Regions from separate parts of the Sus scrofa genome. Here all the other regions are linked to region 1. Evidence: chromatin contacts called from public Hi-C and HiChIP or PLAC-seq data. All regions are on one chromosome and are shown on one strand. The core of a region is the stretch at or near the end of the contact, and the rest is flanking DNA. Distances in the headings are between cores, read along the strand shown. Region 1 has its middle 360 kb from the start of FOXO1. Region 2 overlaps LOC102159588 (a long non-coding RNA gene). Region 3 overlaps LOC102159588 (a long non-coding RNA gene). Region 4 has its middle 220 kb from the start of FOXO1.

Region 1 (3,528 bases), core at 394-2,893:
CTTGGGGACCCCCGAGTGTGGCAGAGCTGAAACTGAAACCCAGCGGCCTCCTCCAGGGCACCCCAACCTCAACTGTGCGCAGAAATCACCAGAGGACAATCCTGAAGCTCTGTGACAGTCCTGCAGTTCTGCAGCTCTCCAAGGCTCCCAGGAGAGGCCGGTCCTCAGACCACACTCTGAAACACCAGGCCTAGCATCTAGTCCTGCAAAGAGATGAATCGCATGCCAATGAACCTCTGGTCTTTCCAAGGTCAAGTCTAGAGAGCCGTTATGGTAGAGGGGTTGGACGGGAGTGACCCAGGTTTTTCATCCTGACTCTCAAAATTAATTGCTGTGTAATCTCGAGCAAGTCACTTAACTTCTCTGATCTTTCATTTCTTTAAAATGGAGAGGAAACTAACTCCTATTTTACAAAGTCACTGGCCTGATCAGAGGAGACATGTGAAATTGTTCTAGAAACTCTAAAGCCCCATAAAGTCTAAGAGTTTATTATTGTAAGATCGGCCTTTGAAAGACACCAACATTAGCCCAAAAAATGTTGGTCATTTTTATGTGCACGCACATTTTTACAGTCCTTTATTTCTCTCCATAGACTTACATGAACACGGGTACATGTGCAATAGCTGACCTTCATTTCCAAAGGGTTTTAACTCGTGTGTGTGTGTGTGTGTGTGTGTGTGTGTGTGTGTGTGTGTGTGTTCTTGTCCCATTGCCTAGGGGGAAAGAATTGCAAGGAAGTTCTCTTTAACTGGGAGGATTCAGGAATGCAGAGCAAATGTTCAGAGGCAGCAGCCAAATTGGTAGCTTTTGGTGCTCCTTTCCATTGCATAGCACACCCTTAGCCAAATCAAAATGGAACCACAGCCTGGCCCACTCATCTCAACGTTCCCGTGGCCACATGTTCCCACTGCGGGGAGCACGGCGGCCAGGTCTCGTGTGTAGCCTGGGCAGGAGACCCTCCCGCAGGACCCTCGCCCCCCTGAGGTCTGAGCCCCCGGTTCCCGCTGACATGTTGGGCCAGCACCAGTCCTGCCCTGCGTGGATGTTCGCTCCCCAAAGAAATGGAACCCTGGCAAGTTCTTCACCCGCATTCTGGAAGCGGCTTCCCGAGGTTGCGCAAACACATTTGGCACAGGCTTCCGGGACCAAGAAGTTCTCTGGGTTGAATCGCAGAAACAAAATGTACTTGTCCTACTTCCGAGATCGTGTCTGCGGACTTGGCTCCCTTAGCCGAGGAACTGCCTCCTGGCTGACGTCACCCTGCCACCCGCCCCGGGAGGCAGCCCTCTCTGGGTTCAGCAGTTCAGGACCAGAAGTGAGAGAAGATGGGAGACCAGCAAAGGGAGTCGCCCTGGCTTGGCCGGGACGGGACGACGTGGGGAGAAATACACCACTTCTTACAACTAAAGAATCTTAAAATAGGAACGTGTTGGCACAGCCTGTGAGGAGGGGCCGTTGGGCTGAAAAACCCTCGGACGAGGGTCACTAGTGGCGATGTCACCCCACGCGTGAGGGGGGTTCTGGAGCGCCAGGCGCGGCCACACACGCCGCCTGGAAGCTCCGGTCCCCAGGGGCCCAGGAGGATATTTGACACCCAAACCGTAGGGATGAAATAATTCCTATGGAGAGCTCGTGCCTGGCCTTCTTGTCACGTTGCGTAATATCTCAGACATCCAGTGACTACATCTTCCCAGCCAAACCGAGGCGGGTCCTGCTGGCCCCGAGCACATTTCTCAACCTCAGGTTCTATCTCAGCACACAAAGTACCCAGGCTGCTCCAAGCATCTCCAAGGGCCATTCTGGAAAGCATTTTCTTTTCTTTAAAAGATCATCTTTCCCACACTCCTATTTTTCACCCATAAAACCTGGGATGTTTATTATCAGGCCAGACATCCCTGCTGTCTCAGACCCCATTGCCCCACGGAGGCTTTGTGCTCAGAATAAAATGAATGAGTTCTGAAAACTGTAAAATGTGCAGCACAGTGCTTGGTACGTAAGAGTTCAGTAACGTGGACTGTTGTTACTATTATTCATATCACACGGATGCACGAGTCCTCCTCCTTGGCCCCATGGTATTAATATCTGAAGATAGCAGCACATCACGTGCGGGAGATGGGGTGGGGAGGGGGACTGGCCTCAAGAACACGCAGCAGTAAATAGGCAGGGACTGAGGCTTTACGGTCCAAGGAAACACAGCCCTTCTTGATGTCCAAGGTGATGTACGGTTCAGATCCCAACTGAATTACGTGGTATGAAGGTCCCCCTCCTCCTTCCCTTCAAATATATGAGGTCTCTGGGTGCTCAAGTGTGATACACAGCCGTCGAGAGTGAAACCTTTGGCTCATCATCTTCGCAGACAAGGCTGAATAGGTCAGGAGGGTTTCCCACCCAAGTGCTCAAGTCAGACCCCCGGCTACAGCCCAAGAAAAAATAGTGGGGATTAGAAAATCCATCCTCCTCCCCTCCCCAAACCTCCTCCTGCTTCCAGTACCTACTACGGACCATCGTTTCTTGGTTACCGTGACTCCAAACTTCATTTTTTCATGCCTCCCCTTTGTTTTGCAGTCTGTATTATAAAAGAAAGAGCTCTCTTCTCCATATCCCCACTCCCTCCCCAGTTCAAGCCCTCGTGACAGGAATGTGACCTCAATGACTCCCCTGAACTCTTTGCTTCTGGAAGCATGACCCGCAGACCAGCAGCTGTGGCCCCACCCGGGAGCAGAATTCTGGGTCTTACCCTTGATCTACGGAGCCGAATCTGCACCTTAGGGATCCCCAGGTGATCTGTGTGCCCGTGGAAGCTGAGACGCGCGGGGCTGCCTGAGCCCTCCTTCCTGGGCTCCGACGGTTCTCCTGGAGCCCCGATGGCCGGATTACCTGGCTGGAGGCCATTTCCAGGCACGGCCAAGCTCCAAACCGTCAGCTTTCCCCAAGGACCACAGGCTGCGTGACTCCTTCATGTGTATACAGGGCTCTCAGAGTACAAAGCGTTTCCACTCTGCATTTTATCTACGGTCACATCTACTCTAACAGCAAGTTCCCGATAACACTCCAAATAGTCCAGATCCAACCATGTGTTTCTGTCTCCCAACAACCACCCTGCCCGAACCACCACTATTGTTTGTCTAAATTGCCCCAATGGTCCCCGAGCTAGTCTCTCCCTTTTCATTCCTGTTCTACCACAATGCTTTTCCCACAGGATAAACTGGGCCCTGCCCCTGCTTTAAGCCAGCCAGGGCTTCCCATCACCCTTCGAATCAAGAACGAACGCTTCCCTAGACCACACAGCCCTATACCATCTATCCTGACAATGCAAAGACTCCCCCATCCCCTGACCACACTGGCCGTCCCTCTGATCCCCGTGGATGGGCTTCCTCTTACCACTGCCTGGAACTCTAGTCCCCAGGTCTTCACCTTTCCGGCTTGTTTTCATCAACTGTTCACTCCTCCAGGAAGCCTTCCCTAACTGCCACATCTAAAGTACAAAAAATCCAACTTTTCTCCTTATTCTTTACCCAAGTGTCTGTT
Region 2 (3,391 bases), core at 26-2,525, 160 kb before region 1:
GCTCGTACATGAAATCATAATCCATGACACCTTATGCATGCAAGGAGCTCAGAGACTAAAAGGGAAGTTCAGTGGCCAGAATGTTCAAAGAAAACTCTAATTTTAAATACTCTCACTTATCATTCCTGCAAATATACTGACGTGTGTTGGAACACATGTCTCAAGTTTTAATTTGGAAGATACAGCTTTGATAACTCTAGTTAGCATCTCGGATCTCCCCAAAAGTTAGTAGTAGTCCCACAAAGCTGAGAAAGAAGGAACTGGCTTCAATAGGAAAGATAACAAGAAGGCTGAGTTAGGCAATATGTTTATTTTAGGGAATAAAAAATGTTAAAAACCTGCCTTAATGTTTTCCAGTTCCTGATGCAAGTCTCTTTTTCTTTACTTGCTCTTGTCTCTCAACATTAAACCCTTTGGCCCTGATTTTGAAAAAACTGTATTGGAGTCATTCTCAGAAGTCTAGGCTGTGAGGAGGGCACCGCAGCCCTCAGACAATTTCCACCCCTTTCTAAAATTTTGCTCCAACATCAGCAAAACCTGCCTACTAGTCTGAAATTCTTCTAATTCACCAATGAACAGATGATATTATCAACATTTCTGAGACACACACACACACACATCCCTTCACCGTGAGTGAACACACAGTTCAGCTCTGGTCTTAGAAGCACCAAACTCATCGAGCGACGAAGTGGGTGGCGGGGGAGAGATGAGTCTGCTAAAAGGTCATCACCCCCTTTTCGGCTTCCACCCCCAATTAAGGCGTCCAGGGCATTAAGGTCCCCCTTGAGTGGGTGGCGATATTACTTGGTGACACGTCGTCTTTGAAGAGGAAATGGGAGGGCTGTCAGTTTGGGCTGGAGCATACGGGGAGCAGTAGTAACAACACTGCCTCGGCTGGTGTCAAATCTCCATTCGTCAATAGCCCATGGTGACAGGGCCCTGTCTTCAGAAGCTGCCTGCTATCGAGCAGGAGGCACAACCACAAAAAATACCCCGTCAGCCCACCTGAGTCAGATAATTTCCCTGACTGCAAACCATCCAGGCAGGAGCACGAGGAACCTTTCAGGGTCCTAGATCATGCCCTGCCTTTTCCAGAATGAGGCTAATTTGCTCCTGTATCAGCCGACTCCAGCCCAGAGAGCAGGTGAAGGAGAGAAAAGAGGATGAAGTGTCAGCGTCATTGAAAAGATTCATGATTAGTCACACTCAGTCGCAGGCCAGGGCCTTGCCAGACACCACACCACTCATCACAGACCTGAGAACTGGCGTGCCTCCCACAGCTGAGCAACAGCTCCCGGCCGGGCAGGCCCCCAGGGACCAGCGAAGCCCTGCTCTCCCACACCCTGCAACGAGAAAGGCCAGTCTGGGCAGGCCTGGGTGCGACTGGCTCTCCAGATGCTAAGGGAATCTGTTTTATGCTCCGTGTTGCTTAAAATATAATTATCCCAGAGCTCAGCTGGTGTGGAAATCAAGGTAACATCTTTTCAGGTAATGCTGAAACAGTTACCTGGCTGGGGTCGCCATTCCCCCACCCCAGGCTCTCTTTGGAGGATCTAAGAGCTGGCCCTGTGCAGGGTCCATCAGCCTTGCTCCTCTCACCTCCAGCTACGGCTGTGGGCCCTGCTTGTCCAGAACTGTCTGAAGAATGCCAGCAGTTAGAGCTGAAACACACAGTGCAGCCCATTGGAGGGCTCAGAGCACGGAAGGCTAATCCAGCTCGTGCATTTGCAGAAAACAAGGGTGAGGCTGTGGGAAAGGCTGATTTCAGCTTCTACAACAATGGGGAAACGGAGGCTGAGAGGCAAGAGGACTTGCCAGAAAGTGTCAAAGAGGAAGAGCAGCCAGGTGCCTGCTTGTCTGCTCATTTTCACTCCACTGGTTTGAGCTACGATCCACTCAAGAAGTTGGGGGCTCTGGTCAGGATGGCAAAACAGGCTCCCCTTTAGAAAAGCATCACTCTTCGAATCCTGACTCCAAAACGTTCAATCAAAACAAGCCAGAGAAAACTGACAGAACGCTGTAAACCAGCCATAGTGGAAAAAATAAAAATCAATAAAAAGAAGGAAAGAAACCAGAAAGAGATGGCTTCTGTAAATGTGCTCTGGCCCCTCCACAGTGGATCTGAAAGCAGAAGGGACAGGCTCAGGCATCGTAAGTGACCACAGCAGCATGGAACACCCCATCTCACCCCAGTGCTCAGAGTAATACGGAGGCATGGAACTCTTATCACCCAGCTCAGCGAAGCTCTAGCCAAAATCACAACGGAGCTCGATTCCTTCAGGGCTTACGGTGTTTGATATGCGCTCATATGCATATTAGCTTAGATTTAGGCTATCTACCCAAGGTGACCCGGGCCCTGAAAGAAGTTCACGCGGTGATTAAGGACCATCATTAACAACGTAGGTATGACTCAAAACACTCACACTGCCTTTTTTCAGGCTGGAGACGCCTGCGCCCTGGCTTCACGGAGGTGTCTCCATCCCCGTGACCCTGGCAGGTGTGGTAAGGCCTTGGGGAAATTCCTGTGAGTTTCTAGAGTTTTCAAAACTCCCTGCAAAGCTGCTAGACGGTGCTTCCTGAGGGAAGTAGGTTGGCAAATTCCGAGATAACGTGGGAAGGATGTTTACCACGGTGGACGCTCAGTCCTGGGCCTCCTCCTCCTCTTCCTCCCAGAGGCCCTGGGAATGGGCGGGGCCAACCCCATTCCAAGGCGTGGCCTGGAGATGCAGGGGGCCGCCCACTGCCCCTCCCCTTGCGTGGGTCCTCCAGTCTGTCCCACCTGCGAGGGTCCTGAGTCAAAAGAGGTAGCGCGTAAGACAGGAGATCCAGTTAAAAGAATAGTGTGTATGCGTCGATCCCAACCTCCCAAGTTAACGGGCCTCCTAAGGCAACGGGGGCACGTCCGACTCCAACCTCCCAGATTATTCCCCCCACCCCACCCCCAACGTTTGGAAACACAAGCACGAGTTTGGTTTAGAAATCTTGGAGTCTGTGGCTATTCTGTGAATAAGTCCTTTTTATACCCACTACTATATATGGAGTAGATGAGTAACAAAGACCTACTGTGTCGCCCAGGGAAAGCTCCCCAGTACTCTGTGGTGACCTATGTGGGAAAAGAGTCTGAAAGGAATGATATATGTATGACTGATTCACTTCGGTGTACACCTGGAACTAACACCACATTGTAAGTCCATCACACTCCATCCACTAAGATTTTTTAAAGGACGACAAAGAATATCAACTAACAATTCATAAGAACAAAGATTCAGTTTTTTAGAGAAATATAAAAATTGTTCAACTAATTATCTCAGACATGAAGACAACCATAAAATCTGTTTCCACTCTAAAAAAAATAAGTAAATAAAGTCCAAAGACCAAAGGAAAAAAAAGA
Region 3 (3,501 bases), core at 39-2,538, 200 kb before region 1:
TTTAAAATCATTTTCAACCCAAAGACTATGTGATTCTATGCTACTGATCCCCTATTTTCCATCATGAATCTAAAGAATATTCACATTTACTTCAGAGCCCTTTTTGCTTTTGTTGTTGTTGTTGTTTTTTGCTTTTTAATGCCATACCCGAGGCATATGGAGGTTCCCAGGCTAGGGATCGAATTGGAGCTATACACGCCGGCCTTTGCCAGAGTCACAGCCACATCAGATCAGAGCTGTGTCTGTGACCTACACCATAGCTCACGACAATGCCAGACCCTTAACCCACTGAGTGAGGCCAGGGATCGAACCGGCAACCTCATGGTTCCTAGTTGGATTTGTTTCCACTGTGCCATGACAGAGTCATTCTCTTTTTAACTCGCATTTTCTGAGATTCACTTTCTCTCTTTAGGAAGACACACCTGTCTTTGCTGGGGATGGAAAAGTATAAACAAAAAATTAATCCTCCAGGAGGGAGGAGTGGTGCTGATCTAAGTCTTGTGGTTATGTGCACATCCGAGGCTGACATTCTCAATCACTGTCCATTCCAGAAGGATTATCTGAGCCTGAGGATGGGGATGGGGGATGGGAGAGGCGGTCAGGTGCTCTTTGGGTCTGGGGCTGAGATGCAGGTCAGAGCTGGAGCTGAAGGTTGAGGACGATCCTTAGAAAGTTGCCATTAACATCTTTGGAATAGAGCACTCAAGAATTTCTTCAATCACAATTGAAAATATTGCTGGGGAATGAAAAATTCCATTCAGTGGTTGGAAGCATGGGACTTAGAGTCAGGCCGGTCTCCTGTTTCACCTGGGAATTAAAGCTGTGCCCAGTCTGAGTGAGGATGAAACATGACAATATGTGTCCTGGCCTCAGGACTGTGACCACCCAGGGAAGAGGTTCAGAAATCCTCATGGTGGTGATGACTATTTCACTTATCATCTGTCTGCCAGGGAGGCAGGAGAGAAAGCAACGCATGCGTCCTCTCGGTGGTGAGGGGTAGGGCGGGAATGGGATTGAGCGTGGGCTCCAGCGAGGGGCTGGGACAAGGGAAGAAATGATAGCTGTGAACAGCTCTTCTGTTAGAGGAGGTTCTGACGAAGGCAATGTCTCTACATCTGGATGTCCCGGGGTTTTTATTTCTGTTACATGTGCTTGGGAGAAATAATGCTTATAAAGATTTATCACTCCACAGGTGTTTTGAATCAGAAAATAATGAATAACAGGACCTGGGTTCTGGCCTCAGAATCCCCTATAGGCCATCCAAGGGTCTTTCATAAACTGTATCTTAACTAGAGAATCGTAGCACTAATTCCATTAGAGCTGAATGTTTCTTCTCGTAGGGAAGTGCCTTGGACCTTTTCTGGCTGGAATCTAACTTGAATGTCCTGCCAAACACTTTCTGCAACAAACTATGATGCAGAAATCTGTCAGGGGTCCTGAAATTCTACAGAGGATGAACGCAGTGCCCGGTGGAGGGAGGAACCAGCCCATCTGAACCTTGACTTGTTAACCCTGAATGTGGAGAGATCAAGCTACAGAGCTCGTTCAGGTCAAAATACCCTCTAGTCAGTAATTCCTTGTCATTTGTAACACACAGGGAGGCAAAGCAGGTGCACATCTATGTGTGCCTGTGCATGTGTGTTCACACCTATGCGTGGAAGTCTGTAAGAGGATACAGAAGAGGAAAACTGACAGGGAAAACATGACTGGAGCTTGATGTTAAAAGCAATACTAAGTCAATGTTATTCTAGGCAGTACACACACATTTCAACTTAGAAACTGGCAAGTTGGTTTTATTTTTCAGATGAGCAAAGTGAATACTTTCAGAGTGATGGAAGAATATTTCAACATGAATTTTAATAAGTCTTTTTTATTGATGACAAAATGCCAGGCACAACCCGATGGGGCCAAGTCACCATCATTTGATCTGGGTGACCACTTTCTCAAGGGACCAGGATCCTCCCTGCCGAACCAGACTGCACTTTGGCGAAGAGATGTTTTATTTATTTATTTTTTTCTTTGGTGAAAGGATGTGGCATAAACCACGGATCTCCTTGATCTTCTGCCTGGGTTCCCTGCAGATTATCTGGACAAACTCCATCACTCCTCTCAAAAAGACACAGAGCATCCTCGGCCAGCCCTCACAGTGCGAGGGAGCAAGCAATAGGGAACACGGCAAAGACTGAGTCTGGAGCTAGCAACTCGGCTTGCAAATTGATTTAGGCAGTTTACTGAAACACCAACCTTTGTCTTCCTATCTGTAAGACAATTTTGCTCACTCTGCTAAATTTAAGAAGATGTTGAGTGAGTTCTATGATATCCGTGGAGCCATCTGAGTGCCAAGAATGATAACTGTTGGCGGGGGCGCCCAAACCACAGTCCTTTCAGAACAGCCTCTCACACCCACAGCACTGGGTCCCAGCCGCCTGCTCACTCAACACGCTGCCGCCCTGGCCAGAGCTGTGGAACCAAGGGTGGACGCGGGGAGCTGGTCACTAGTAATCCAAACCAGAAATCTCTCCCAGAAATTTGGAAGGGGAACCTAGAAGGCTTGGTTGGGTGGGAGCCCTGAGACGGGGAAGTGACATGGGGCTGAGGTTTCTGAGAAGCAGGAAAAGCCATCTGTAAAGAGAACTGATGCTGAAAAACAGAGAAGCAGAGATAAGCCCCCCTGCTGGTCCCCAGGGAAGAGGCTGGTCCCTGACTGGGCTCCCATCCCTCATCCCAAGATGAGATCCACCCTGGCTCCCCTTCCTGCCCGTGGTCTCCACGCGATAACCTCTGTCCTCCCGAACAGCTGCTCTTTTTCAGCAGGCTGGAGGAAGTGTGTTACTTGGAATTGGATGATCCCTGAGCTTGATAGCCTATTGTCTGAGTTTCTTGTCGCAGGAAAAGCTAGCAATGTCGTTGACATGTAAGGATTCTCAACAAGATTTTTTTCAGTAAGACAAGCAGATTTCTTAAAAATCCATTCACAAAACCAAACAGAACACACACTTTTTTCTTGCTTGTTCCTTGGCATCCATGTCTGTCAGGGTTGAGACCATTTGTTCAACCTGAACGTGAAACTGAGCAGAACTTGAAACAAGAGCCCAGAACTCGGCCACTAGTAGAGGTTTCATTTTTACGAGCACATTGAAAGATGACTGGTCTCAAGGCAGTCCACAGCCAAGTCGGGTTTTGACCCCTGTCCATACACAGGTGGACTCCGGCTCCACTCACCAGCTGCGGCTGCCCCATGTGGGGGCGAAATGTGCCTGTCGTTCACGCACCGGTGGCCCATCCCAAATATGCCCTTAAGGACATCAAATGGGCCAGGAGAACCCAGGACTGAGACCACACGGTGTCCGCCACCACCGTCCCGCGGTCCCTGGAGGTGTGAGAAGCCGGGTCGTTTCTGTTCACAGGGAATTTGGTGACTCATGAACATTTCTGTCAGCCTGAGGTTGAAAGTGAAACCCTAGGCAGCCATCAAGGTTTGCTCTGCAGGGGCTGGTGAGG
Region 4 (3,441 bases), core at 497-2,996, 140 kb after region 1:
ATTCATTTCTAATACTGTCTACCTGGAGATCACATCATATCCCACAGATTAAGGAGTGAGTCCCACAGGACTGACCAACCTGCTTTAGAAGCTAATTACACGTACAGGTTGTCACCTGCTCTTCTGAACAACCAGCTATAAGTCTGGGTTCCATGACCCCCTTCTCTGGTTCAATCATTTGCTAGAATGGCTAACAGAACTCAGGGAAATATTTACTTACCTTTACTGATTTATTGTAAAAGAATACAACTCAGGAACAGCTGGAGGGAAGAGATGCTTGGAGCAAGGTATGGGGGAGGGGCACGGAGCTTCCAGGCTCTCTCTGGGTGCACCACCCTCCCAGCACCTCTATGTGTTCACAAGCCTGGAAGCTCATCAGTTCTCATTATCAGAGGTTTTTATAGACATTTAGGGTCCAGACTCCTCCCACTCGCCTTCCTGGAGGCTGTGGATGGGGGCTGTGGAAAGTCCCAACCCTCTAATCACGTGGTCTTTCTGACGACCTGCCCCATCTCAAACTATCTAGGGGACCAGCTGTAAGTTACCTCATCAGCATAAACTCAGAAGTGCTGACAAAGATCGTCTTATGAATAACGAAAGACAGTCATGTCACTCAAGAAATGCCAAGTTTTAGGAGCTCAGTACCAAGAGTCAGGAGCAAAGACCAAACACATTGCTTACTAGACCATAACATTAGTTTCCATGAGCTTGGCTGGTATGAGTCTATCTCTGAAAATGAACCTTCATCGCATTATGCAAAAAAAGTAAAAATCAGACCAGTCCCTCCACCAGAATCAATCACCAGGATCAGCATCACTTTAAGGGACTTAGGGCCACCACAATAAATTGGGGAAAAGGGAGGGTGAAACCTTTCGATTTACATCAGCTTCTTGATGTCTTGTGATTTCTAATTTATTCCAACCAAAAGTATGAAATGAGAACTCATACAGGGAGAGGTGGCCTTCATAATTTTGTAGATCTCAACATAAAAGAATTTCACACCTTAGCAGGAAACAGTGCCATGATTAATTGGTGATATCTGCCATGGCGTGGGAAGGAAGAGGGTGGCATTTATGCCATGCATCTGCCATCCCTCATCTAGGCAGCCTTTAGTCTTCCAGTTTCCTTTGAATGTTCAGACACCCTTCAGAGCCCCTAATTACAGAGCACCATGAAGAGTCAATCAAGGGACTCATCCTTCTGGGGGTTTTGTCTTCCCTGTCCTAGTTGCTTCCTAGATGGTTAATGTAGGAAAAGTAAGTTTTCATCTTTCAGTTCCTACCAAGACTATTTCCCTGTTCAGAGGGCCAGATACTATCTCAGACCCTCCAGTAGAAAACTATAATGTATCAGCAATTATCTGTTGGCAAAAGCCTGTGCACTTTCTTTCTTTCTTTCCTTCTTTTTTTTTTTTTTTTTTTTTTTTTTTCGGTCTTCTGTCTTTTCTAGGGCCGCACCCGCAACACATGGAGGTTCCCAGGCTATGGGTCTCATCAGAGCTGTAGCCGCTGGCCTATGCCAGAGCCACAGCAATGCCAGATCCAAGCCTCGTCCGCGACCTACACCACAGCTCAAGGCAATGCCGGGCCCTTAACCCACTGAGCAAGGCCAGGGATCGAACCCACAACCTCATGGTTCCTAGTCAGATTCGTTAACCACTGAGCCATAACGGGAACTCTGAGCCTGTGCACGTTCGCCCCACAGCCCAGCATTCAGAGTCAGAGCATGACCATTACATCTCAACTTTTTATTAGAGCTGCTCCTGTGTGTTCCAACTCATCTCCTCACATTCTGCTGCTAAAATTAGGCCTTGGAACAAATGTCATTTCTGCCTCCCAGGGGTTGGTTTGTTTTCTTATCTCACAGGTCAAGGGGACATCCTCTACGCCTGCTTCCTGATCCCTAGTACTACCTGCAAAAAGAAAAGAAAACCCTCAAGCTTCTTCTTACCAGAAGCCAAGCTTCCTCATTGGGGACCGTGACCCTCATGTGAGCAGGAGAAGACCAAATTGGACCGCAGCTTGGGGAGCAGAAGGCTTTTCAGAAACTAATCACTACACACAACCATAGGCCCAAAGCTCAACCCTCAGGGTGCGATCCAATTTCACTTCTCATTCTTCTACTCACGGACCTTGAGCTCTTGTTTGACGTTTCTACTGAGGCAGTGGTCATGTGTATACTGATAACAAAGAATGCTCTGCTTTATCTGGAAAGGTTGTCTTTTCAAACCCAAATGCAGGAGTTCCCTTGTGGCGCAGGAGGTTAAGGATCCTGCATTGTCACTTCAGTGGCTTGGGTCACTGCTGTGGCCTGGGTTTGATCCCTGGCCCGGGAACTTCCGCATGCCAAAACAAAATAAAACAAAACAATATGCAGCTTCAAGAGGCCTGGGCTATGACAAGGAAAGACAGACCATCCGGGAGCCAAAGTTGCACAGCCCTGTGTCTGGATCTAATTCTCGGGGAATAATAAAACAAGTTTTTCACAATGCTTTCTTTCACTTCAGTCTCGAAGGCTAGATAGGCAAATCTATGAAGGTAGGGGTCATATCTTTTGATTTTTTTAAATATTTCTTGCTAAAAGAAGCCCCCGGTAAATATTTACGCCTTGATAGTCATGACACTCATTTTATAGATGGGGACAGGAGACAAATAAGGCTGTCTGAATACTCTGTAGAAGACTGATGAATAAATTAGCAACCTACTAAGTTCATAGCCAAGGGATCAGCTAACCTCAAAGAAAACACTTGAAACTTGACTCGTAAAGCAATAGAGGGTCCCAGCTCCTTTCCTTACGGTGCGGGGTGCACTCCACTCCTGCCCAGCCTTCTCAACTTCACATCACTCCTCCCCACCAGGTTTCATCATGTTTAGGTCACATCATGATACGGTCTCAATGTCCAATGGATCACAAGGAAAAAAAAAACCTTTTGCAAAGTGAAGAAAACACATTTCTGAACACAGTATGAGTTAGGAAAGTCCAACTAAGGCACCAGGGAATATTCAAAAGGAATGCTATTCATTGACTGTTAAATTTGAGTGGAGCCTTGTGCAGGCACTTTATATAAAGCATCCCACTTAAAAGTGTTTGTTTCGGAGTTCCCATGGTGGCTCGGCAGAAACGAATCTGACTAGTATCCATGAGGACGAGGTTTCGATCCCTGGCCTTGCTCAGTGCGTTAAGGATCCGGCGTTGCCTTGAGCTGTGGGGTAGGTCAAAGACGAAGCTCGGATCCCTTGTTGCTGTGGCTGTGGCGTAGGCCAGCAGCTGTAGCTCCGATTCGAACCCTAGCCTGGGAACCTCCATGTGTTGCGGGTGCAGCCCTAAAAAGACAAAATAAATAAATAAGTTATCTTCAACCTCCTATAGCTTAGACTTTGGCCTATTATCTCGCAGCGTTTCAGATCTGGGTATTTTGCGCAATGGTCTATGGGTAGAAAG

The links. Hi-C and Micro-C count contacts between places; a contact is called where the count stands out from the background. HiChIP or PLAC-seq counts read pairs in DNA pulled down with a chosen protein or histone mark.
Region 2: a contact with region 1 is called in a Hi-C map of omental adipose tissue, with 1.7 times the contacts expected there. The contact joins two enhancer-like sites. A contact is called at or near these places in 3 of 47 Hi-C or Micro-C datasets (heart right ventricle, liver and omental adipose tissue) and 1 of 2 datasets of contacts at active chromatin or transcription factors (skeletal muscle).
Region 3: an H3K27ac HiChIP or PLAC-seq map of skeletal muscle shows a contact between it and region 1. The contact joins two enhancer-like sites. A contact is called at or near these places in 1 of 47 Hi-C or Micro-C datasets (heart right ventricle) and 1 of 2 datasets of contacts at active chromatin or transcription factors (skeletal muscle).
Region 4: an H3K27ac HiChIP or PLAC-seq map of skeletal muscle shows a contact between it and region 1. The contact joins two enhancer-like sites. A contact is called at or near these places in 1 of 47 Hi-C or Micro-C datasets (embryonic fibroblasts) and 1 of 2 datasets of contacts at active chromatin or transcription factors (skeletal muscle).

What each region holds. Positions count from the first base shown.
Region 1 is chr11:15,051,653-15,055,180 of Sscrofa11.1, forward strand. No RefSeq gene overlaps it. Among named protein-coding and RNA genes, the nearest start is that of FOXO1, 360 kb to the right of the region's middle. Within about 2 kb of position 1,644, at least 28 of the 83 cell types and tissues checked have an H3K27ac peak or open chromatin away from gene starts, as enhancers often do. A contact at or near this core is called in omental adipose tissue and skeletal muscle, where this site is marked.
Region 2 is chr11:14,890,471-14,893,861 of Sscrofa11.1, forward strand. The region is part of intron 2 of LOC102159588 (a long non-coding RNA gene); the gene reads right to left. Among named protein-coding and RNA genes, the nearest start is that of COG6, 320 kb to the left of the region's middle. Within about 2 kb of position 1,276, at least 15 of the 83 cell types and tissues checked have an H3K27ac peak or open chromatin away from gene starts, as enhancers often do. A contact at or near this core is called in omental adipose tissue, where this site is marked.
Region 3 is chr11:14,855,248-14,858,748 of Sscrofa11.1, forward strand. All of the region lies in intron 3 of LOC102159588 (a long non-coding RNA gene), which reads right to left. Among named protein-coding and RNA genes, the nearest start is that of COG6, 280 kb to the left of the region's middle. Within about 2 kb of position 1,289, at least 10 of the 83 cell types and tissues checked have an H3K27ac peak or open chromatin away from gene starts, as enhancers often do. A contact at or near this core is called in skeletal muscle, where this site is marked.
Region 4 is chr11:15,191,000-15,194,440 of Sscrofa11.1, forward strand. No RefSeq gene overlaps it. Among named protein-coding and RNA genes, the nearest start is that of FOXO1, 220 kb to the right of the region's middle. Within about 2 kb of position 1,747, at least 4 of the 83 cell types and tissues checked have an H3K27ac peak or open chromatin away from gene starts, as enhancers often do. A contact at or near this core is called in skeletal muscle, where this site is marked.